Regions from separate parts of the Mus musculus genome. Here all the other regions are linked to region 7. A link is a contact called in public promoter capture Hi-C data. All regions are on one chromosome and are shown on one strand. Each heading gives the region's core, a stretch centred on a gene start, on an enhancer-like site or on the middle of the called end of the contact. The rest is flanking DNA. Distances are from core to core; before and after follow the strand shown.

Region 1 (2,700 bases), core at 131-2,630, 2.1 Mb after region 7:
GTGTGGTCTTTTGAAGTCATGAAGACAACCCAGAAAGCAAAGATAATTAACACTATCAGGAACAGTTTCTGAGCTGAGGCATTTGGAAGCGAAGAGAGCAGTATCCTAGGAGTGAGGAGAGGAGAAATCATCACAGGTTAAAGAGAAAAAAATAAAAACAAAAACAAAAACAAAACGGCCTGGCTCCACTGAGAGCCTCCGGTGCTCCTCTGTTGTTTCAGAGTGGGATCTCTTGGGATTTTGCCAAGTCACTATTGAAAATCAGATAGGAAGCTTTTCCTTGAGGCAAGGGAACAAAAGAGGTTGGGAGACTGCAGGTTTCTGACTCAGGAGAGATTTCTGGGATGTGCCAGAACAGATCTGGAAGTTTTTCTTGTAGTCAGGACTTTGTGTGGCCGGTCAGATCAAGCCGCAATTATTTACACAGAAAATCTCCTTCCCTGAAATTCTCCCATGGTCCTGCTCATCTGATGAGCGTCTCCCTGGTGCAGGAATCAACCTCTCGTTTATTTATTCCATTTAAAAAGCAGATTCCTTCCACCCCAGGTTATATCTTTTTATGTCACAATAGCTGATCAACCATTTCTCCCAAATAACAGCGGTTTCAGAAAAACTCAGTGTTGAATGGCCAAAGTTTGCATCTGACTTTTTTTTTAAACTCACAATCTCGATAAAAGAAAGGAACTAAATTCCAACAGTGTTCCTCTTCCTCAAAAGATTTTTTGTTGTTGTTGTTGTTGTTGCTGTTGTTTTGTTTTTTGTTTTTCTGGATTCACAGTGACTGGAGGACCTCCACTCAACACATCTCCACATACATACACATATTATTCATACAGAGTTGGCATAAGTCAACACTTGTCCTTACTACTATACATGAAGCAATAATTTTCCCTGGCTATTCTACATGGTCCCGTGCCATTCTTTCCAACTTTAAGGTATTTTCAAGCCCGTCTCACATAACTTTGCAATCCCCTGCAGCAAAGCCCCAGCTAGTCAGAAGCCCTCCCGCTGGCCCCCGTAGCGAAGCCAGTCGGGAAGATCAGAAAGTACATACCTAGGACTAAGCATCCTCCTCATGGTCTCATGCTCTCCTCCAGCACTTAGAGCTATCTAGAGAGGCTCCTCGGTGCATGGGCTCTTTACCTTTCTTTCAGCGTTGGAGTTTCTATATAAAGCTTCAAAGATCAAAAGCTGACCTTCGATTTGTAGGCACAGTGCCATTGCAAAGATCGCCAACCTTAGTAGCCTGTTCCTGTTCACCACGAATCGGGAGGAAGCTCTGGAGTTGGCTTTTAGAGAGGTTGTGATGGCAGGATATGGAGGGCCAGCTTTTCGTCACTTCCAGACAGACTTTCCATGCTTATGACTGATAGTGTTCCCCCCACCACCCCACCCACCACTGCTTCTGATAGTGCTCCACCTCACCCCATCCCACTGCTGTTTATGATAGTGCTCCACCCCACCCCACCACTGCTTATGATAGTGCTCCCTTACCCCACCACTCCACCCTCTCCTCAGGTTTGTTCCAACCGTCCAGTCAGTCCGTAGTCCCTACCTCCAAGACAGCAAAAGTATCCAAACTACTGGGAAGAAAACAAAGCAAGCCCTGGACCACAGGACTGCTTCGGAGTTATGCATCTCATTCCTGGCAGGATTTCAAGAACTTTCTTTGTAAGCTTCTTCCTTCTAAACTTTTATAGATGCCTCAAACATTCCAACAATTTCAATAAAATCTGAGGCCACAAGTAGAGCGTCCACAGATCCCAATCTCACCATAACCTGTGTGATGTGACAACTGTGGCAGGCAGAGGTGACACGACCCCAGGAATGCTAAGCAGCCACAGAGAGAGCTACCTGTCAGGGGACATTGTACCACCACAGGACATGGGACCAAATGTGGATACAATCTATGCTCTTTAAGAGGATGATCCACATATAAATCTCTTTGTATAAAGATACAGATCTAGATACAGTTATATACATGCCTGCATGTATCGAACATATACATATAAATATAAATGCATATAGCATGTGTTCATTTACAACTATGCCAGTTCTTCTAGGCACGTGACCGTGTGACCGTATATGCATCAGTGGCTATGATCACAGCACACTCAAAACATGCATAGAGGTTTAGAAGATAATTTGGGGAAATGAAGAAAAGCTGTCGATCCTGTCAACCCTCCCCATCCATGTTCTCATCCACTGTCATGTGCTTTATGAAGTATGGGAACTACAGCCAAACACCACCTTACACTGCCACTCCAGTCAACAGCTTCCAATCATAAGACTATATCATCTGATGAGGTTGTGCCTGTCTTCCTGTGAACATACTATGATGTTCACACGTGACAGTCACATGCTTCTCAGAACATCAATCACGTTTAAGTGAAGGATAGCTATATGGTAGCAGCCACAGGGCTCTTTTTGCCAGCCTCATTACAGTACAGTTGACAAAGATTATATATTTACATTGTACAAAATGATGCCATGATATATATGCATATATATATATGACTAAATAAACACTAAAGTAAAATTAAGACAGTCTCATAGTTCATTTTATTAATATGATAAGAACATTTCTCAGTTACATTTTATTGATGTGATAAGACCTATTCTCAAGGTTTCAGGGTGAATGAACTCTGTAGTACAGCTCCCAGTGGTGGTACCATATGACCAAATCATCTGGTGATGCCA
Region 2 (3,012 bases), core at 369-2,868, 2.4 Mb after region 7:
CAACAGAGAACAGCCAGAGGTGTGTAACAAGGAGCAGCTGAAAGCCACTGGGCTTTGCTATTAATGTAGTCAGTAAATAAATAAAGGAGGGCTTAAGCTGAGTGTACAGCAATCAGTTTGGAACTACAGGGTAATTAGCTCTGCAGGGGGCCGCAGGGCTGCAGAGTCAGGTTTAAATGAGAGAGTTCACTTTCACTGAGGCACCCCTGGGGTGCAAAGAAAGCAGCCTAGGGGAGTCAGTCCGCCAGCACTCCGGGTAAGGAGTGGCCAAAGAGCTGTAGCTCTGGGTCTGGGAGCACAGAGAGAGCTAGGGCCTCCCGGTGGGGCAAAGCCTTCCGGTCTGTGTGGAAACAGCTCACCCTAGACTGGACCAAGCCAGGTAGTCCCCAGCTATAAAATGCCACTGTCCTGAGCCTGTCACGCCTTCTTCCTTTAAGGTGACCTTAGGAACAAATACAGGCGCAAGAGCCCACACTGAGCTACTCTACCTGCAGCATGGATACCAGTTCTTGATGTCATGGGGAGATGCCTAGGTGGGCATGTGAGGGGCGTCTTCCTATTTAGCTCCATTTCCTCACCCTTGGCGACTGCATCCTCAGTTTCAGTGAGCGAATTGCCTCTCTTCTTCCCTCTATTTTCCTTCCATGTATTCAGCAAAGATTTATTGGGCACCTGCCAAGTGCAATGTTAGGCTCTAGGAACACCAAGATATAGAACACACGGTTCCTAACCTCAAGGAACTCGATGTCTGGTGAAGGGAACACCGGAGAGCTTAGATGACAGTAATGCACTGTGACAAATGGCGGGTTGCAGGGTCTGCATAGCAGGGCACCCGATACAGTCTCAGGCATCTAGGGAAGGTCTCCTGAGAAAGGTAGCATTTGAGATGAAGCAAGACCCCGGGGAAAGCTGAGAGGACCAGGAAGCTTGCGTTGTGCTCTGTTCAGCTGGTGAAACAGGGTGACACAGGCCGCAGAGCACAGGACCCTAAGTCTCTAAAACCATCCTGGTGATCAAATTGACTCTAGCAAGGTAGGGGTGGATCTAAAGAACAGATTGGGGTGTCAAGCAGGGACTACCATTGAGGTCCCATGGGGAGTTTGGACCTATCCTAGGAGTGATTAAGGAGTTTTCAAAAACGTGATAAGTTGTCTGTAGAGGGGGAGCGGTGGGGGGATATATTCTCTGCAGGATGGAAGAGTAAAGGATGGATGGATGCTGGGGCGAGAGGGACTCTGCTGGCAGCTAGGCGGAAGGCACTGTGGCTGTGGGTGGAGGGAGAGGAGGTGCTGGCAGGATGGAGCAGTCCTTAGATTCACTCTTCTTTGTTTGATCAGCTACACTCTTGTGGGTCTTGTGCAGACTTCTGTTAATTCTGGGCTTCAACTCTGCTCCCTGAGTGACATCCAGAGCCACTAAAAAGAGAGCCAATCAAGGGTGTACCAGAACCTCGGCAGTAGTGACAGAGAGCACTGGACAGGAAGGGACCGCAGGGAAGTAGTGAGTAGAGGAGGCTCCCAGCCAACCAAGCCAAGAGCACAAGTGGGATGATCCCCATCCACCCAACCTGGACTCTATCTTTCCAGTCCAGCTGCCTGTCCCCTCTTCTGACCTCAGCCTCGTGCCCCGCCCCACCCCCACCCCTGGCGGGGCCTGCCCTAGAGGCAGTTCCCCATGCTGCGGGCTGGGGCAGAGGGCAGCTGCGGCCCGCTGCCCAGGGAGGGAGGAGGGGCTGCAGCAGGCCTCGGAGGAGCGTTCTCAGGCTGGCCTGGCCGGGGCCCCTTTCTCTCCATGAGATCATATCTGGGTCAAAGAGCATGTAAAGCAGGCAGACCCCGGCGGTCACACAAAGCCCATTCAGCCAGCTCCTATTCACTCACCTCCTCTCCCCAAGAGCCCGCGCCGCCGGGACCCCAGTGCAGTGCCTAAGCCCCAGCTTTGATGTCCAAGAACAGAAAACGGCGATTAAATGTTGTTTTAAAGAGGGAGTGCCCACTGCCCTCCCATCTGTCAAGAGAAAGCTGAGGCCTGAGGAAGGGGTGGGGTGCAGAGGGGGAGGGACGGAGTGCAGAGAGGGCGGGGCGGGGGCTGGCTTGAGGGGCAAGGCTTGAGGGGAGCAGATCCCAATCAAAACGTATACATCTTTGGCCAAGGACTGTTTTTGTTTTTGTTTTTGTTTTTAAGAAGCAGGGACACGTGACGTGGTAGTGAGGTACAGGGCAAAAGAAATATCCCAGAAATGAGAGTGAGTAATGGGGGAGAAAACGGAGGAGTGACAAAGAGAGATGCAAACCTGGGTGCAAGATGAGGAGAAAGAGACGGGAAAGGAGGACCAACAGAGGACCTAGGGCTCGGAAGAATGGAAGGCTTCCTGCCATGGGCTGGGCCTCTTCCTGGGAGGGTTGTTAGGGTTAGTGTGACTTCAGAGTCTCTCAGCTCAACAACCCGAAGGCCAACAGACCCAGGACCTGGAGAATAAAAACTGGAAACACACACACACACACACACACACACACACACACACACACACACACACACACGCATGCACACACACGTGTGTCAGTGGAAGTGCAGGAACTCAGGCTACACTGTTTTAGCGCTGTTAGTGACCCACTATGGAGGCCGTGACTTGGGTCTAGTGGGAAGACATGACGCTGGAGAAGAAAGGCAGAGATGTTATCAGGCTGTGCATCCAGGGCCTGAGCAGAGCTGCAGTTAGTGCTGAAGATGAGCCAGGTGGTGCTCTCCCCTGCAGCCGGGGACCAGATGGAGCCTCAGGCGTTGTAGGTCAGGCAGGTGCTATACCACTGAGTGAAAACCTCTAGCTATGCAACAGGTCATGACTGCCACAGAACCTTCTGGTGAAAGCTCTGTGTTGAGACAACTCCGAAGCTTGCTTCCCCGTGAAGAAGACAGAGGGCTATCGTACCTCAAGCCTGGGAAAAGCAGGCATCCTTTGGCATCTGATCTGGTCAGGGTTAGACCCCCGCATACTGACTGCATGAGACTGAG
Region 3 (2,897 bases), core at 41-2,540, 2.1 Mb after region 7:
ATAATTAAATAAGAGGTCACGTGTAGGAGAGGGAACCGGGAGACATGGGAGGAGTTGGAAGGGAAAAACAGAAGAGGTGGAAATGTATACAGTTCTCCAAAAAATCCTTGTAAAAATTGAATAGGTTCTGGGAGATGGCTCCGTGTCTAACAGTGCTGGCTGCTCTTCCAGAGGACACAGGTTTGATTCCAGCACCCACAGGGCAGCTCACAGTCACCTTTACCTCCATTCTCAGAGGTTCCCACACCCTCTTCTGGCTTCCATGGGGACTGCATGCACGTGGTACACTGTCATGCATGCAGGCAAAACACCCACACATGAGACCCTATGTCAACCATGAAAGAAAAGAGAGAGGTGGTAGGGGAGAAAGGATCCAAACACAGACAGCCCCAACCAGTCAGCAAGACATCGTGTCTCTAGCTGCATATGTATCAGAAGATGTCCTAGTCGGCCATCAGTGGAAAGAGAGGCCCATTGGTCTTGCAAACTTTATATGCCTCAGTACAGGGGAATACCAGGGCCAAGAAGTGGGAGTGGGTGGGTAGGGGAGTGGGGAGGGTATGGGGGACTTTTGGGATAGCGTTGGAAATGTAAATGAAGAAAATACCTAATTAAAAAAAAGCCAAAATGGAACAGAGTGTGGGTTTGCTTCTGACACCCAACGTCCTTCACCCAGCAGCCTGAAGGTAGCTCAGAAACATGAAGTACCACTGAACTGAGACTCTGACGATCAGCCTGGACACTCTACCCTAGCCTTGTCCCAGGTAAGGATTCCGTGTCACAAGGCGGCCAACACTTTTCACCACGGTTGCGAATGCACACAGCCATTCCGTGTGGATTAACTGCTGGACACTGAGCGATCCAGACTCCCTCTCTTCGTCTTTGTGTCAACTGAAGCTTCCAGGTGGGGAAAAGTCACATCTCCATATAAAGACTCCTCCAGACCGATTGACTGATTAGAACTTCCACTTTTGTTACAAGTTGGAATGTTGCAGATCCAGAGCCAAAATTATCTTAGACCAGCTTGTCCCTTTGCCCACCCATCTCTGACTTAATGATCTAATTATCAGGTCAAAATTCTCTGGAATGTATTAACTTAGCAGATCACTGGCTTCTATCATCTAAAACTGAGAATGTCTTATCACGTGGCATCTGAAAATGCAAAAGGAGTGTTTTGAGGTCTGCAGATACCCTCCTACCCAGCATGCCTATGGAGTGCCTGAAAGCACTCTGATTGGTGGCTTGTTCTTGTTCTGTAACTATTAAAGGCTTTATACAAACCTTCCCCACATTGGATCACATTATTCAGGACAACCTGACTCTGCCTCCCTGGGTCACCACCATTCCGAATTGGCTCCAGCATACACGCTCTCAGGTTCCCTTTGAAGTGAGAGATGGTTTCACTGGACAGCTAGCAGCACTCGGGTAAGCATCCGGGTTACTATTATTGGTTTATTATAAACGATGCAAAGGCGAACAGGCAAATGCAGTCACACAGTGGGGAAGGGATTAGGCGGAGCGTCACCCACACCTCCCCAGACTCTCCTAGAAATGTTATCTTTCCAGAACACAGGGGCCTTAGCCAACCCATTTGCTCCTGCATTTCACTGTTGGAGGAACGTGACAGAGCGCTGTTATCTTTTCAACATGTTTTTGGCAGTGTTGAGGCCCCATACTAGGTCAGTCTCTCGGTGTGAGCTTAAATGTGACCAAACAGTTTCATATGAATGACAGATGACACTCGTGTCTTACCCTTAGGAATGCTGTGTCTGGAGTCAGGAACAAAGACCAAATGTGTTTTGTATATGGAGCAGGTGGTTGACAAAGCTGGCATCTGGTTCATTGGAAACACTTGAAACGTGATTCTCATTAAGACTGGTTGGGGAGAAGAAAGATGTGGGACTGGAAGACAGGGGGTGTATGGGAAGGAGAGGGGGAGCAGAACATGATAAACTTATTAGCCAGCAAAATTTAAACAAGTAGACAAGTTTTTCTGAAAAATAATAGACAGTGCCGCAATTCACTTAAGGAGAAATAAACAGCCTTAAACAGAGCAGTAGACATGAAAGAAATAGGAATGGTTAAAAGAAAAAAAAAGAATGAAAAGAGAAAAGAGAAAAGAAAACATAAAGCCCCGGGGTCCTTCAAGTGAGTGGGAACTTTAGGTAGCTTTGTCAGTGGTCGGGGAACAGAAACACAGCTGCACACTACCCCACACTGAGGTACTCCCCTAGATTCTCAGGGCCCCCGACTTAGGCCAAACTACAATGCACAGCTTGGACACTGGAAAGGATGTCAGGACAAAAGGGATGGAGTGACACAGAATTGGAAATGTTATTGAAGAGATTTTAATATCGGCTTCAGCGCTGGGAGAAAGACCCTTCTAAGTGGCAGTCTGTGTTTCCCAGAGAAGAGTAGGGGAAAATAACAACAGTCTCAAGTGTGGGCACAGACTCGTCTCCTGAGAGGGTATTAGTCAGAGAAGGAAGCCATTTTGGTGACTCTGAAGTTTCATCTCAAGAGGGTGCTAGGAAGCCCTCTCTCCACCCATCTCTATAAGAAAGATACATAAGGTGGCTCTGGAGATGTTTTGGATAGAATTAGTCTGACAAGGCAGAACCAGAAACCACTAAGTTTGCACAAGGAGTTTAGCAGAAGCCCTTTCCCTGCAGACAGGACTTCTGGGGAGAGTCCTAGAAAACTGCAGTTTTATGGCTGCCACCGAGAAAAAGGTCTCAAGCAGTTGGTGGTGGCTCTGGGGTTTACCTTGCTTACTAGAGGTTTCAACCAGGTTAACAGTTTCACTTCAGTGCGACAAGGAGCATTCATGTAAAACAGTGGTGGCTGTCCCTTTGATATGTGTTTCCAGCCGGGCATGGTGGCGCACACCTTTAATC
Region 4 (2,861 bases), core at 195-2,694, 2.8 Mb after region 7:
TCTCAGTTGAAGAATGTTAAAGGTCAAGCTCTCAGTGCAAGAATTTTCCCTGCCATCAACGATAAAAAAGGACAAAGGGTAAATTAGCAAGAGAAAAGATGACATTTGTATAATAAACATCTTGTTTATTGGTTTTATTGCCTGCTCCAGGAAGGATGCTGGAGACAGATAACATCTGTTCTAAATCCCTACTGATTGAATTACCTGTATCTGCACCCTTGTCTCTGTTAATTTTATACTTTATGGTATTGCTGCACTAATGGCATTCCATTTGGCTATGTAAAACACTTGCTTGCTCTGCTGGTCAAGTAACAAAAAGTGTATAAAGGGGACAAGGATGCTCTTACAGCACGCATCCCTCTCCTACAAAGAGTGTCACGTTGGTAATAATGCCCAGTGGCTGTCTTTCAGGTCAGCCTGTTTTGCAAAGTGAACGAGTGATCTCATCTTCGCGGAACACTCTTTTGACCTTCAACAATGAAATAGTTCTAAAAAGCTATGGCTAGCTGGACATAGTGGAATAAGTGTATAATTCCTGTATACAGGAGGCTGAGGCAGGAAGATAGCTATGAATTTGATGCCTTCCAGGGCTACAGAAACCACGTCTCAAAACAGAGCCAAAAAAATCACTGAAAACTTTAAAATTAAACAACGATAAAAAGCCTTTGGTGAAATTTATTTGTAATCTCTGATAGGAAGTGATAAGAATCTTGTTCTAGGGGATTGCCCGGTGGCTAGAAGCACTCGTTGCCCTTACTCAGGACCAGGACTCAATTCCCAGCATCCACATGGTGGCTCATGTCATCTGTAAGTCCAGTTTCAGGGACTGGACTTACTTGCCTGCTTCTGACTTCCATGGACACAGCCAAAACATTCATACGTATCTTAGAAAGAAGGTTTTATAAAAGAATGTCTGTAGCACTTACAGGACCGTTACACTAAGTATAAATTTGTACCATATCCATGTATCAATATACTTAATATGAGGCACTATTAACAAACACTATTAGAAAGGTGCAATTGTGGGGATCCTTTCACTTATGTCACTCTCTCGCACAATTCCAGAGGGCAAAATTCGGGTAGACTTAGCTGCTGAGCCCAATGAATGAATAACAAAAAAGATCGAGATGATTCTGTAAGTATCGAGCTAGATAATCTCACAGGAAAACCTGAGATTACTGAGTATAGGGAGGGCCATAAAGGATTATTACCTGAAACATTCCGCAGTTTCTAGCGAAACCAACCCAACCCTACCCAAAATACAAGAAGAAAAAAACCGGCGGGAACAGACTGGCGTTTGAAAACCTGTAGGGAGCAGATGACGCCTGCGCACTTTGGTGCCTTCTAGACGCCACTGAAACAGCGGACGCCTGACGGCGCGAGGCCTCCTGGGAACTGTAGTGTGACCCTCTCCTGTGCGCGAGCGCCGGACCCCGTAGAACTCAGTTTCCCGGCAGGCCCTGCGGTGAGGCCGCTGGCGGGACCGGAGCTGCGGCGCTGGCAGCGGGGTTGACCTATCCTGTTTGTGTGGGTACGCTTCGTGGCGATGGCCTCTTTCGTGACAGAAGTCTTGGCCCACTCGGGGAGCCTGGAGAAGGAGGATCTGGGCACCAGGATCAGCCGCCTGACCCGGCGGGTGGAGGAGATCAAGGTGAGGGCGGGCCACAGGCTGCTGCCGCTGGGGAGAGCCGGGTGCGGAGCCTCCTGAGTTGGAGGCTCAGAAGTGTTGGGGGGCTGTTTGGAGCACGGCCGCAGAGCGGTTGGAGACCAGGGCCTGGGATTGTGAGGAGGAAAGGCCGTGGCTGTTTAGTGGTGGGGAGTGGGGCCAAGTTGGGCAAAAGTGAGCCGCTGATGGAGAAGACTGAAGAAACCTGCGGAGCCGGAGGTGGGACTGGAAGCCCGGATGTCCACTTAGGACAGGACAGCCGCCCTATCTGTCATCTCTACCCACTCCTTCATTTATGGATGGATGTAATAATTCTAGGAAAGTCGCGTCGTTCTCCTCGGATTTTCTTTTAACTGGTTGAATATGTTTATAAAAGTATTACTTCACGCACGGAACTTGAGGCATGCTGAGGGCTGATGAGCTGGTACCGGCATGAATATGCAACTCACAGCCATAGTTTTACTTCGTATTAGTGCTACCTGGCAAGCCAGGTCTTCAGTGGCTTTCTTTGAAAATGACGTGTACCTCACTAAGTCTGGACTTGGTAGGCGCTACCTAACAACTTTCTTCTTCTTCTTTTTTTCTTTCTTTCTTTTCTTTTCTTTTTTTTTTCCTAGACAGGGTTTCTCCGTGTAATAGCCCTCGTTGTCCTGGATTCAAGCTTTGTAGAACTGGCTGGTGTCGAACTCACAGAAATTCGCCTGCCTCTGCCTCCCGAGTGCTGAAATGGAAGGTCTCCACCATCCCACCCGCTCCTAACAATTTTTGATGTTAGAGTTCTTAATTTTATGTATTCATGCCACTGGCATTTCTGTAGTGTGGCTTACGGTTTTTTGTTTTTTAATGATCTAGGATGAGGACATTGCACTAGTATTTGTTTCATACATAAGTTTGAATCTTCAGTCAACTGAGAACTACTTTCTGTGCCTCAAGCAGGCATAGTCCTTGCACCTCCAGCTTTTTACCACTTTAAATGTATTTCTACACACACACACACACACACACATACACACACACACACCTCTTCCATCTCAGTTGTAGCCTCCTGCATAAAACAAATGCCTGACTTTTCTCCTGAGTCTTCTCTTTTGTACTGGGATGCTTTGTAACTGCTGAAGTATTACACTTCAGCCCCGTTTTTTGGCCAGTTTGGAGAATAGTATCTTTCCTACATAAAAGGAATTAGTTTATGGGC
Region 5 (2,700 bases), core at 49-2,548, 2.3 Mb after region 7:
CCAAAAACAGTAGTATATGTTTTAGTTTTCCCCCATTACCCAGAAATACTAAAATGTCTTTATCTAGTGATCTACTGAGGAATACCCTGGTTACTTCCAAGTGTAGGAAATGATAAAAAAAAAAAAGTGCCATAAACACCCATGTGCAGAATTTTATATGGATACTCGTTTTCCTCATGGGGTAAAGGCCAGAGTGCAGTTGCTGGCACTACTCACCTGCTAAGAGTAGTTGTAGCTTGCTGATTCTCTTGTAAATGACTTGGCCCTCTCATGCCTGCCAGCTCCGACAGAGAATGCTCACTGCCATCCATCCACCTTGTATGCCAGTGGGGTCCTAGGTTCTGGATTTGGGCTCTGCTCACTGCTGTTCTAGTTTTCATTTCCCAATGACATAGTGTGGAGCATCCTTTCTAGTTATTTGCTGTCATCTGTGCTCTTTGAGGATCGACAGCTTAAGCCCCTTGGCTCATTTTTAATTGGGTTGCTTCTTCTTGTTGAGTTCTAAGGGTCCCCCATTGTAGGGTGCAGCTCTGATGCTAAAGTCCTATTCCCCAATCTGTTCTTGATTTATCAGTAAAGAAAGCCATGGGCCAGTTGCTGGGCAGAAGGTATAGGCAGGACTTCCAGGCCCCTGGATACACAAGAAAGGAGAATGGAGTTTGCCATGCTTTGGAGAGAGAAGAACAAAGAGCCATGTGAGATCTCGAAATGAATGGAGTGGTCACACAGGTTGCTCCCGTCATCGGTGCGTTCTATGTCACTTCCGTCAAGGCAAATTCAAGGTCACCCAGACTTCCTCTTGTGTTGCATTGTAGTTTTACATTTGCTCTGAGATCTACTTCAGGTTACATTTAGAAAGAGCCAAGGAATTGTATCACGACTGCTTTCTTCACATTTGGATGCCTACGTGGTATTCACACTGTAGTGTGAACAAGGCTAGTTTCTCGCCATTAAGTAAGATATTAATCTGTAGGGTTTTTATAGACAGGATCAAGTTAAAGACCTTTTCCTCTAGTCCTATCTGCTAAAAGTTTTTCTCATTATCCATTTGCTATGAATCTATTAATATGGTGATATGACTCTTTTCCCCTTTCCCCTGTTGATATGATGGACTGATGTATAAATGTTGAAGCAGCTTTGCATAACTGGGATAAATCTCATTTGGCCATGGTACATAATCTTTTTTTGTTGTTGTTGTTGGCTTTCGTTTTTCAAAATGTGGTTTTTACATCTGTCTTCCATGGCTGACCATGGTTAATAGTTTTATATTTGTGTAAGGCCTTTGTCTGGCTCTGCTACTAAGGTGATGATGGATGATAGAGCACATGAGGAACTTTCCCCTCTGCTTCTGGCTTCTGGGAAAGTATTTAGGACATTTGGTAAAATTTCCTCTTTAAATTTGGTAGAATTCACCAATGGACTCTTTCGTAACATAGTCTGTTGTCTATTGATTAAATTTCCTTTGTAGATATGAGCCCATTTCAGAGTGTCCATTTTTTTTCTTGAGTGAATCTTGACAGACTGGTTTCTAAGGAATGAGTCAGTGTCCTCTTGGTCATCATGTTTGTAGGCAGTGGCCCATGATAGTTCTTGTTAATGGTGCTATCATTTTTTTTTTACTTTTGTTCTACCTACTTTGAATTTATTTTTCTCTTTTCCTAGTTTCCAGAGGCAAAAGCTTAATTGTAGGATTTAGATTACCACCCCAGTTTTCCCTAACACAGATCTTCCTCTTAGTACTGTTCTTGATGCATCCCATGTAAGTTGGTAGGTTATATTTTCATTCAGTTTGATTTTTTAAAAATTCTCTTGAGAGTAAGTCATGGAACTTTGTGTTTTTAACTTTGGGATTTTCCAGCTGTTTTTCTTTTCTTGATTGCTAGTTTAAGTTCATTGTGGTCTAAAAGCTGAGATTGTGGAATTCAGATTCTCCTATATTTGCTAAAGTGCATTTTCTGGATGAGTATAGTCCCTGTCTAAATAAATACTCCATGTGACTTTGAGAAGAATGTAGACCAGGACCAAGAGTTGGACCAAGACCAAGAGTTGTCCCTGTGAGCCTGCAGATGTGGGCAATGGGAACTGAACTCAGGTCCTCTACAAGAGCAGCAAGAACACTGAACAGCTTGGCTATCTCTCCAGCTCCTCCTTTCATTTCATACATGTATTTTGATGTTCTGTTTTCAGGTGCACAAGCGTCAAGAACAGTTATATTCAAGAACTGAGAACTTCAGCTCATCTTTGCATTACTCGGCCTCACTGCTTACCTTCTGAAGTCAGCACTGTTGTACTTTGTTGCGGTTGGTTTTAACATCATTCTCCACCCATTTCCTTTTCTTCTCTGTGTGACTTTATGATTAAAGTGGGTTTGTTACAGAGAGCATATAGCTTGTTTTCTCTTATTGATCCTTGAATACAGATTCTTAATTGTCCTTTGATGGGTGCATTTGGACTGCCGGCATTCACGATGATTGTTGATATTGTTGTATTGTTTTGTTGATTTGTTAGTATTTCTTATTCATTACCCTTGTTCTTTGTTCCCTTGTATTCTGCCTTTTCTGGGCTTGCCTGATCACTTGATATTATTCCATTTTTTCATTTCCTTTTTGTATATCAGTTATACTCAGTCATCACATTAGAGTTTGCAATGTGCATATTCAATTAGTCAAATTCTACTTCCTGATAGCACTATCTTACCTC
Region 6 (2,979 bases), core at 236-2,735, 2.6 Mb after region 7:
AAGCCAGCGCTAACCCGCCAGAGCTCCGAGGATCGATGGTGCAACACACCCCTTGTTCCCAGAGACCCCCGCCGAGACTTGCATAGGACTTTGGCAAACTTGGGAAAGCAACTTTTCCCCAGGAGTCAGGTGCCTGGAAGAAAGGGAACAGAACTAAGAAAGGGGGAAAGCGAAAGAGCCTGGGGAAAGGAGAAGGTCCGAGCGGGCTGGACGCCGCTGCTAGGCCGGCCCGGCAGCGCAACCCCCCCAGGGGAGAAAAGGATGCACAAAAGCCTGGAGGCGAGTGGTGGGAGGCCAAATGAGAAGAGATCTCTGGGTCCTCCACCTTCCACCCAAGATCACGATCCCCGGGAAGTCACCAGCAGGGTCCCCGGCCTCCCGCACCAGCTGCCGGCGTGCCCGAGTCAAACACGCTGGGAGCGTGGCGGGGAGGAGGCGAGCTGGTTGCAGCGGTGCGCTCCTGTGCATTCCGGTGGGGTCCGCAGGCTGGCAGGATCGTGCGCATTTCGAGCGCGTGCGGGAGCGTGCGAGGGGCTGGGCAAGCTTGCAGCGCGCCAGGGTGGGAAAGACATCCCGAATGCATCAGGTGCAGAGCCGGGAACCCACCGTGCGCGGCCGGGAGCGCACAGCGAGCTCCCGCTCCACCGGCCGTTCCCACCGAGAGCCGAGGAGGACTCGGAGCGCCAGAGTCTCTCCGAAGCGTCCCTCTCTCCTTAAAAGAGGGCATCAAGTCCAATCAAAAAAAGAAGAAAAAAATCCCACCACGTTTTCTCTAAAGAAAACAAAACCCGATCGGATACCAGTCCCCTCCCACCCGACCCCCAGGTTCACTCCTTGCTTCCTCCGGGTCTAGCTCCCCAGCTCGCCAGCGAATAAACACAAATAAATAAGACACAATCCTATCTCACGCCAAGCGCACCGGTCCGCATACATATGAGCACCCACAGGCTCTCTGCTCCTCCGCCAGCCCTTGCCTGTACAAAGACACCCAGTCCCCGACTACACGCGCCCGCAGCCCTGGCAGACCTCCCGGCCTGCCACCTCTCACCCGGACCGGACCGTGCCCGGAGAAGAAAGGTTGGTGAGGCAGCTGTGCCCAAGCTGACAGCCTCAGCGCCGCTTTCTAGCTGACCCCCAACGGGCACTGGCGATCGCTGCTGCAGCAGCAACCAGAGAACCCCGCACGAGCCCAGCGGCCGAGTGGCCAAAGCTAGCACCACCCGCCTAAACCTCTCCCGCCCCAGGGCGCCCTGGCGGGAGGCGGTCGCTGGGCGGTGCGAGTCCTTCCCGGGTTTCCTACACACATACACTTACCGCTTACGGAGCCTGGAGCTTGGGGTGGGTGTGCGTGCCTGGGGGGTTAGGGGTGTGCCTGGATCGGGGAAGGGGTGTTGCTGGGGAACTGTTGCTCCGGATCTCACGGCGGCAGCGGCGGCATCGCCCGGCAGTTCGCAGTACCCGCTCTCGTCACCCTTAACTCCTCTCTGCCGCTAGGTTAGCAAATCACCACCGGCTGCGGCGCCTCCGCCGCGTCCCACGTCAACGCCGAGCCCCCTCCCCTGCGAGGCCCCGGCGCCTCTCCATCTTTAGTGCTGGCGGCCGAGCCCGGCTCCCTGCCCACAGCTGCCCCCTCCCCTCCCCCTGGCCGGTCCTGGCCCGCCCACCCCGCCCCACCCCCGCCCTGGCAGAGCCCGTGCGCTCTCCCAGCCCTGCCCTCCCTTCCCGGGCGCTCCCCTCCCTTCCCAGCGCTCGGCGCTCCGGGCTTCTCCTGACATCTAGCTGCTGCCCCGGCGGCAGCGGCTGCTGCTCGTTGGCTAGGTGGAGAGGGCAAAAGGTTGCAAAGGAAGAGGAGCCGCAGAGGACCTGGCAGTCCCCAAGGGGTCAGAAGGATGAGTGGGAGAAGCGGTTCCCACTTTAGCCCCAGGTTTTTTCATTTCCACTGGGCATGCGGTGTATCCCGCGCCCCTAACTCCCCCAACTCCAGTACTCAAGAGCGCAGTTTTGTCCCGTTTTTTATTATTTGCACCAGTTCAGTGTGTGGCTTCTAGCTTTTCACTTTTTCTCAGGATTCGGATCGCATCCTCCCTTACCCTAGCTTTAAATGGGTCGTTTCCCAAGTCCCAAACCAGGCCTCTGATGCCTGACCACAGGAGTTCGCCGGATTTGGCCAGATAAATCTAAAGGGGCCAGTAGAAATCTGGTAGGAGGCAGCACCTCGATTTTGCTATCTAGATTGTTGCACACTGAGATGCGAAGGCCTGAGTAGTAATACTTTCTCACTCCTAATCTCGGGCATCCTCCCCGCCCGCACGCCCCCCCCCATCTTCCCCGGCCCCAGGAACCTGGATGGAAAGTTCTGAAGATTCTGCGCCTAACTCAGCTCTGCCTTCAGGAGCTACTGGAAGCTTGGAAGAGCGCTGGGCCGCTCCAGAGTACTTTCTTCCCTCAGCGGCTGGACCATTTTAAAGGGCGTACTTGAGATGACAAACCGTAGGGTAGAAAGACCAAAGGAAAAAAAATATTCCTTCTACCCGCGGAAAGCACCGTCTCCTCCTTTGCACACGAAGCTAGGCAGGGAATTGAGGTTGGAGGGTTCTTTTCTGAGCACTGGCCTCCGGCCAAAGCCCCAGCGCAGTGTTATTGGGGGTGTGGTGGAGAGCGCCACCCAGGGGTCTCAGAAAAGTCACCCACACAGCCCCACCCTCCAGTCCTAAGGTATTAGTTCCAGGCTTCAGTTTAGGGGTGCTGTGTTCTTGGCTTACCGCGGATCTCCCACAGGACCCACAGAATCGTATCTTGATTCCCCAGGAGCTAAAGGAGAAGGAAAGTGGGCGGTGAATGGAGACAAAAAAACCCACGAAGACCAGGTGGCAGAGCTTACACAAGATCTGCACGGGGGTCTGCTAACGTGGTGGTCATTTATAATAACAAGGCATCCTAACAATTGACACTCCCAGGTCTCAGATTAGCAGTGGGAGA
Region 7 (2,700 bases), core at 22-2,521:
AGGAAGGAAAAACCAGTTTAGTTTCCTAAGCAAATCTTTCTTGAGGTGGCTGCTGTAGAGGCAGCATTTGATTCACTCCAATAGGCCATCCTGTCTGCTCTGAGCCAGGTACACCTGTGTGGAGTCTAGCTGTTCTCATGCAGCTTAAAGCAGTCTGGAAAAGCAGGGTGGCACACACCTTTAATCCCAGCAGAGGCAGGTGGTTCTATGAGTTTGAAGCCGATTTGGTCTACAGAGGAAGTTCCAGGACAGCCTGGGCTACACAGAAAAACCCTGATTCAAGACAAAACGAATTCAAACTGGATAACCAGCACCATCCTTGTTTGGCCTCTGCTAGCAAAAATTAGAGCCAGGCAGTATGAAGATGTGTGGGTTCCTGTACTTACCCGAAAGTTCTTATTATCTATAAAGGAGGCTAATAAAACTGAAGGGTAGGTCATGGTGTCCAGCCACTTGAGAGGCTGAGGAGGAAGGCTAACAAATTCAGGGGCAGCTTAGGCAATTTAGATCTTCAACATTCAAAAGAGTGGGGATGTAGTTCTATAGAACTCCTGCATACCATGTGCAAAAGGCCTTGGGTTTAATCCTCGGTGCTGGATGAAAGAAAAAAAAATTGTGAGGGTTAAGTGAGAAGTCATAAAACACTTAACCCTTTATAGAAGAAACTCCAGAATCTTCCTGGTTTCTTTGCCACACTGACCACGAATCCATTTCACTGGGAAGAGTTTATATCATTTTTTAGAAAGACATATCAAAGGTGAGAAGGTCAGTACAGGTTTGATAAAAACCTATCAAACTTTTATAGTCACAAGTTTGACTTCCCCTAAATGGTACCCGGAAGCCTCTTCCAGCAGACTTCCCACCAAAAGGTATTTATAGCAATAAAAGTGATTGAAATTGAAACGTTTGGTACAGCGTCCATTATTAAAACGCTGCTCAAGAATGTGCCCCTAGTGGTACAGCTATGGTAAGTCCCACCATTCATACAGGTGTTCTTCCTTACTCTGGCGCTGATGCTGCCAGGGTAGGATCATGTTACATCGGCCTGTGGCTTCTCAGCTGAGACAGCGTGGGCTGCAGGCTGTTGCACCGATTCGTCGTCTCAGGAAAAGCACAGCCAGCCCGAGATGCACGCACTCTCCCCTGGAGCCTCTTAAGGCTCAAGTCTTTAAGTCCAGCAGTTCAAAAAGTCCCCGTCCTAAAGCTTCCGCTTCTGGCTCCACCCCTACCGTTTCGCGTTGAAGAATTTTGTCCCCCACGCCGAGCTGTTGCCCCGCCCTCGCCGCTGCCATGGCGGCAGCTCCGCCACTCACCAAAGCTGAGTATCTGAAGCGTTACTTGTCTGGGACAGATGCTGGCTTGGAAGGAGGTCCCGAGGCCGGTCGCAAGCGGCGCAAAAAACGGCCGAAGCCTGGAGGCGCTGGCGGCAAGGGGTGAGTGGACTGGTGAGGTGTCGCGCTGCCCGGTGGCGCCCTCGGCCGCAGCTCTTCCTCGTCCTGGCCCGCGCGGTGCTGCCGACCCCGGCCCGAGCTCAGGCCCCGCTCCACTGCCCCGGGGCGGGATTGTAGCTGCCACTGGCAGCTCAGACCTCATCCTCTGAGCAGCGCCTTCCTTGTGTTAAAGGCAGCTAGAACTTAACTCACTTTCTCCCCGCGTTTGTAGCTTACGTCGTTCCATGTACAGATTGAAAGTCGTGTCCAAGAATAGCAAAGCTGATTCAAACCTTTTTCTTTCTCACTTTATTTCTCTCTTTCTCCCTTCCCTTCTCTTTCTTTCCTTCTTCTTTTTCTCTTCCCTCTTCTTTCTTTCTTTCTTTCTTTCTTTCTTTCTTTCTAGATCCAAAAATCTCTTTCTGAGGGTTCCAAAGTGCCAGGAACTGATCTGGAATCAAAGACCCATATCCTATTACTCACATCTACTACTAACAGTAACAACTAAAATGGGAACAGTTCACATCCTGTGCCTGGCCTCTTTCTAAAATAGTTGACCATATAGCTTTCAGAACATTGTAATGGAGCAGACATTTATATTAAACACTATACTTCCAGATTGCAAAGAGATGTGCTGAGACAGAGTTCAGATGAAATGTCCATTAGTAACTTGGCCACTGGAATCTGGAAAGGTTGGGTTAGGATATCCAACATCAACCTACAGAACAAAAGGAAATGTCTGTATTTGTAGGCTTTAGAGCAGCAGCCCTAAGTTTAGCAGCTTACTGAAGGTGCTATTTTGGATAGAAAGTTGAAACTCTGGGGGCTAATTCCATTCTCACACTCCACCCCCAGGTCTACTAAATGCTTATCAGCTTAAAGAGAGTACTAGATAGGATACAAAGTGTGGCTCACCCTCTCTGTGGGGCAGTATCATGGTCTAACAGTATTATTACCGTATGGTCCATTGAACTGGGTCGAATTAGTCCCTCATTTCCACACTTCTCTTCATTAGAGCTTGAGCATGACCTCATTTATAGATGGAATCTTTGTGGTGTTACCAGTTAAGATGAGCCTATATTCAGTTAAGGTGGTGTTGAATTCAGTGTGGCTGATGTCCCTGGAAGAAGGGGCAATGGCATGCAGGGGGAAAGTTTAAGCTTTGGAGCAATACTGATTAGAATTAGAATCCTAGCTGTGCTACTTATAGCCTGAGTGGTCCAGGGCAAGAGATGTTCATCTCAGCCGGGCGTGGTGGCACACGCCTTTA

Evidence for each region. Promoter capture Hi-C pulls out the DNA fragments that hold promoters and counts their contacts.
Region 1: a contact with region 7 is called in a promoter capture Hi-C map of liver, with 2.8 times the contacts expected there. The contact joins the promoter of Nxpe2 here to the promoter of Bud13 in region 7. A contact is called at or near these places in 8 of 39 promoter capture datasets (the 3T3-L1 cell line, 3T3-L1-derived adipocytes, erythroid cells and 3 more) and 1 of 115 datasets of contacts at active chromatin or transcription factors (astrocytes).
Region 2: a contact with region 7 is called in a promoter capture Hi-C map of liver, with 2.6 times the contacts expected there. The contact joins the enhancer-like site here to the promoter of Bud13 in region 7. A contact is called at or near these places in 5 of 39 promoter capture datasets (the 3T3-L1 cell line, frontonasal cranial neural crest, hippocampal neurons and 1 more) and 1 of 115 datasets of contacts at active chromatin or transcription factors (embryonic forebrain).
Region 3: a contact with region 7 is called in a promoter capture Hi-C map of embryonic stem cells, with 7 times the contacts expected there. The contact joins the promoter of Nxpe4 here to the promoter of Bud13 in region 7. A contact is called at or near these places in 10 of 39 promoter capture datasets (the 3T3-L1 cell line, 3T3-L1-derived adipocytes, cranial neural crest and 6 more).
Region 4: a promoter capture Hi-C map of pre-B cells shows a contact between it and region 7, with 5 times the contacts expected there. The contact joins the promoter of Zw10 here to the promoter of Bud13 in region 7. A contact is called at or near these places in 6 of 39 promoter capture datasets (the 3T3-L1 cell line, 3T3-L1-derived adipocytes, the C10 cell line and 3 more), 1 of 484 Hi-C or Micro-C datasets (B cells), 1 of 115 datasets of contacts at active chromatin or transcription factors (large pre-B cells) and 1 of 9 other capture datasets (liver).
Region 5: a contact with region 7 is called in a promoter capture Hi-C map of pre-B cells, with 6 times the contacts expected there. The contact joins the enhancer-like site here to the promoter of Bud13 in region 7. A contact is called at or near these places in 8 of 39 promoter capture datasets (the 3T3-L1 cell line, the C10 cell line, frontonasal cranial neural crest and 3 more), 1 of 484 Hi-C or Micro-C datasets (B cells), 2 of 115 datasets of contacts at active chromatin or transcription factors (astrocytes and forebrain) and 2 of 9 other capture datasets (adipose tissue and macrophages).
Region 6: a promoter capture Hi-C map of liver shows a contact between it and region 7, with 8 times the contacts expected there. The contact joins the promoter of Zbtb16 here to the promoter of Bud13 in region 7. A contact is called at or near these places in 4 of 39 promoter capture datasets (the 3T3-L1 cell line, hippocampal neurons and liver) and 1 of 9 other capture datasets (liver).

What each region holds. Positions count from the first base shown.
Region 1 is chr9:48,339,518-48,342,217 of GRCm38.p6, forward strand. It overlaps Nxpe2 (neurexophilin and PC-esterase domain family, member 2), which reads right to left and starts at 1,381. Exons shown (of 6, transcript NM_030069.3): 1 at 1,055-1,381; 2 at 1-105. The coding sequence starts at 1,077. It also overlaps a transcript of Nxpe4 not described here.
Region 2 is chr9:48,647,668-48,650,679 of GRCm38.p6, forward strand. No RefSeq gene overlaps it. Among named protein-coding and RNA genes, the nearest start is that of Gm32280, 21 kb to the right of the region's middle. Within about 2 kb of position 1,619, at least 101 of the 459 cell types and tissues checked have an H3K27ac peak or open chromatin away from gene starts, as enhancers often do. A contact at or near this core is called in liver, where this site is marked.
Region 3 is chr9:48,360,751-48,363,647 of GRCm38.p6, forward strand. Nxpe4 (neurexophilin and PC-esterase domain family, member 4) reads left to right here and starts at 1,291. Exons shown (of 9, transcript NM_172921.3): 1 at 1,291-1,425.
Region 4 is chr9:49,054,137-49,056,997 of GRCm38.p6, forward strand. It overlaps Zw10 (zw10 kinetochore protein), which reads left to right and starts at 1,445. Exons shown (of 16, transcript NM_012039.2): 1 at 1,445-1,651. The coding sequence starts at 1,547.
Region 5 is chr9:48,560,298-48,562,997 of GRCm38.p6, forward strand. It overlaps a transcript of Nnmt not described here. Among named protein-coding and RNA genes, the nearest start is that of Nnmt, 43 kb to the right of the region's middle. Within about 2 kb of position 1,299, at least 19 of the 459 cell types and tissues checked have an H3K27ac peak or open chromatin away from gene starts, as enhancers often do.
Region 6 is chr9:48,834,740-48,837,718 of GRCm38.p6, forward strand. Zbtb16 (zinc finger and BTB domain containing 16) reads right to left here and starts at 1,486. Exons shown (of 7, transcript NM_001364543.1): 1 at 1,315-1,486.
Region 7 is chr9:46,281,741-46,284,440 of GRCm38.p6, forward strand. It overlaps Bud13 (BUD13 homolog), which reads left to right and starts at 1,272. Exons shown (of 10, transcript NM_146000.2): 1 at 1,272-1,433. The coding sequence starts at 1,291. Zpr1 (ZPR1 zinc finger) reads left to right here. Exons shown (of 14, transcript NM_011752.2): 14 at 1-903.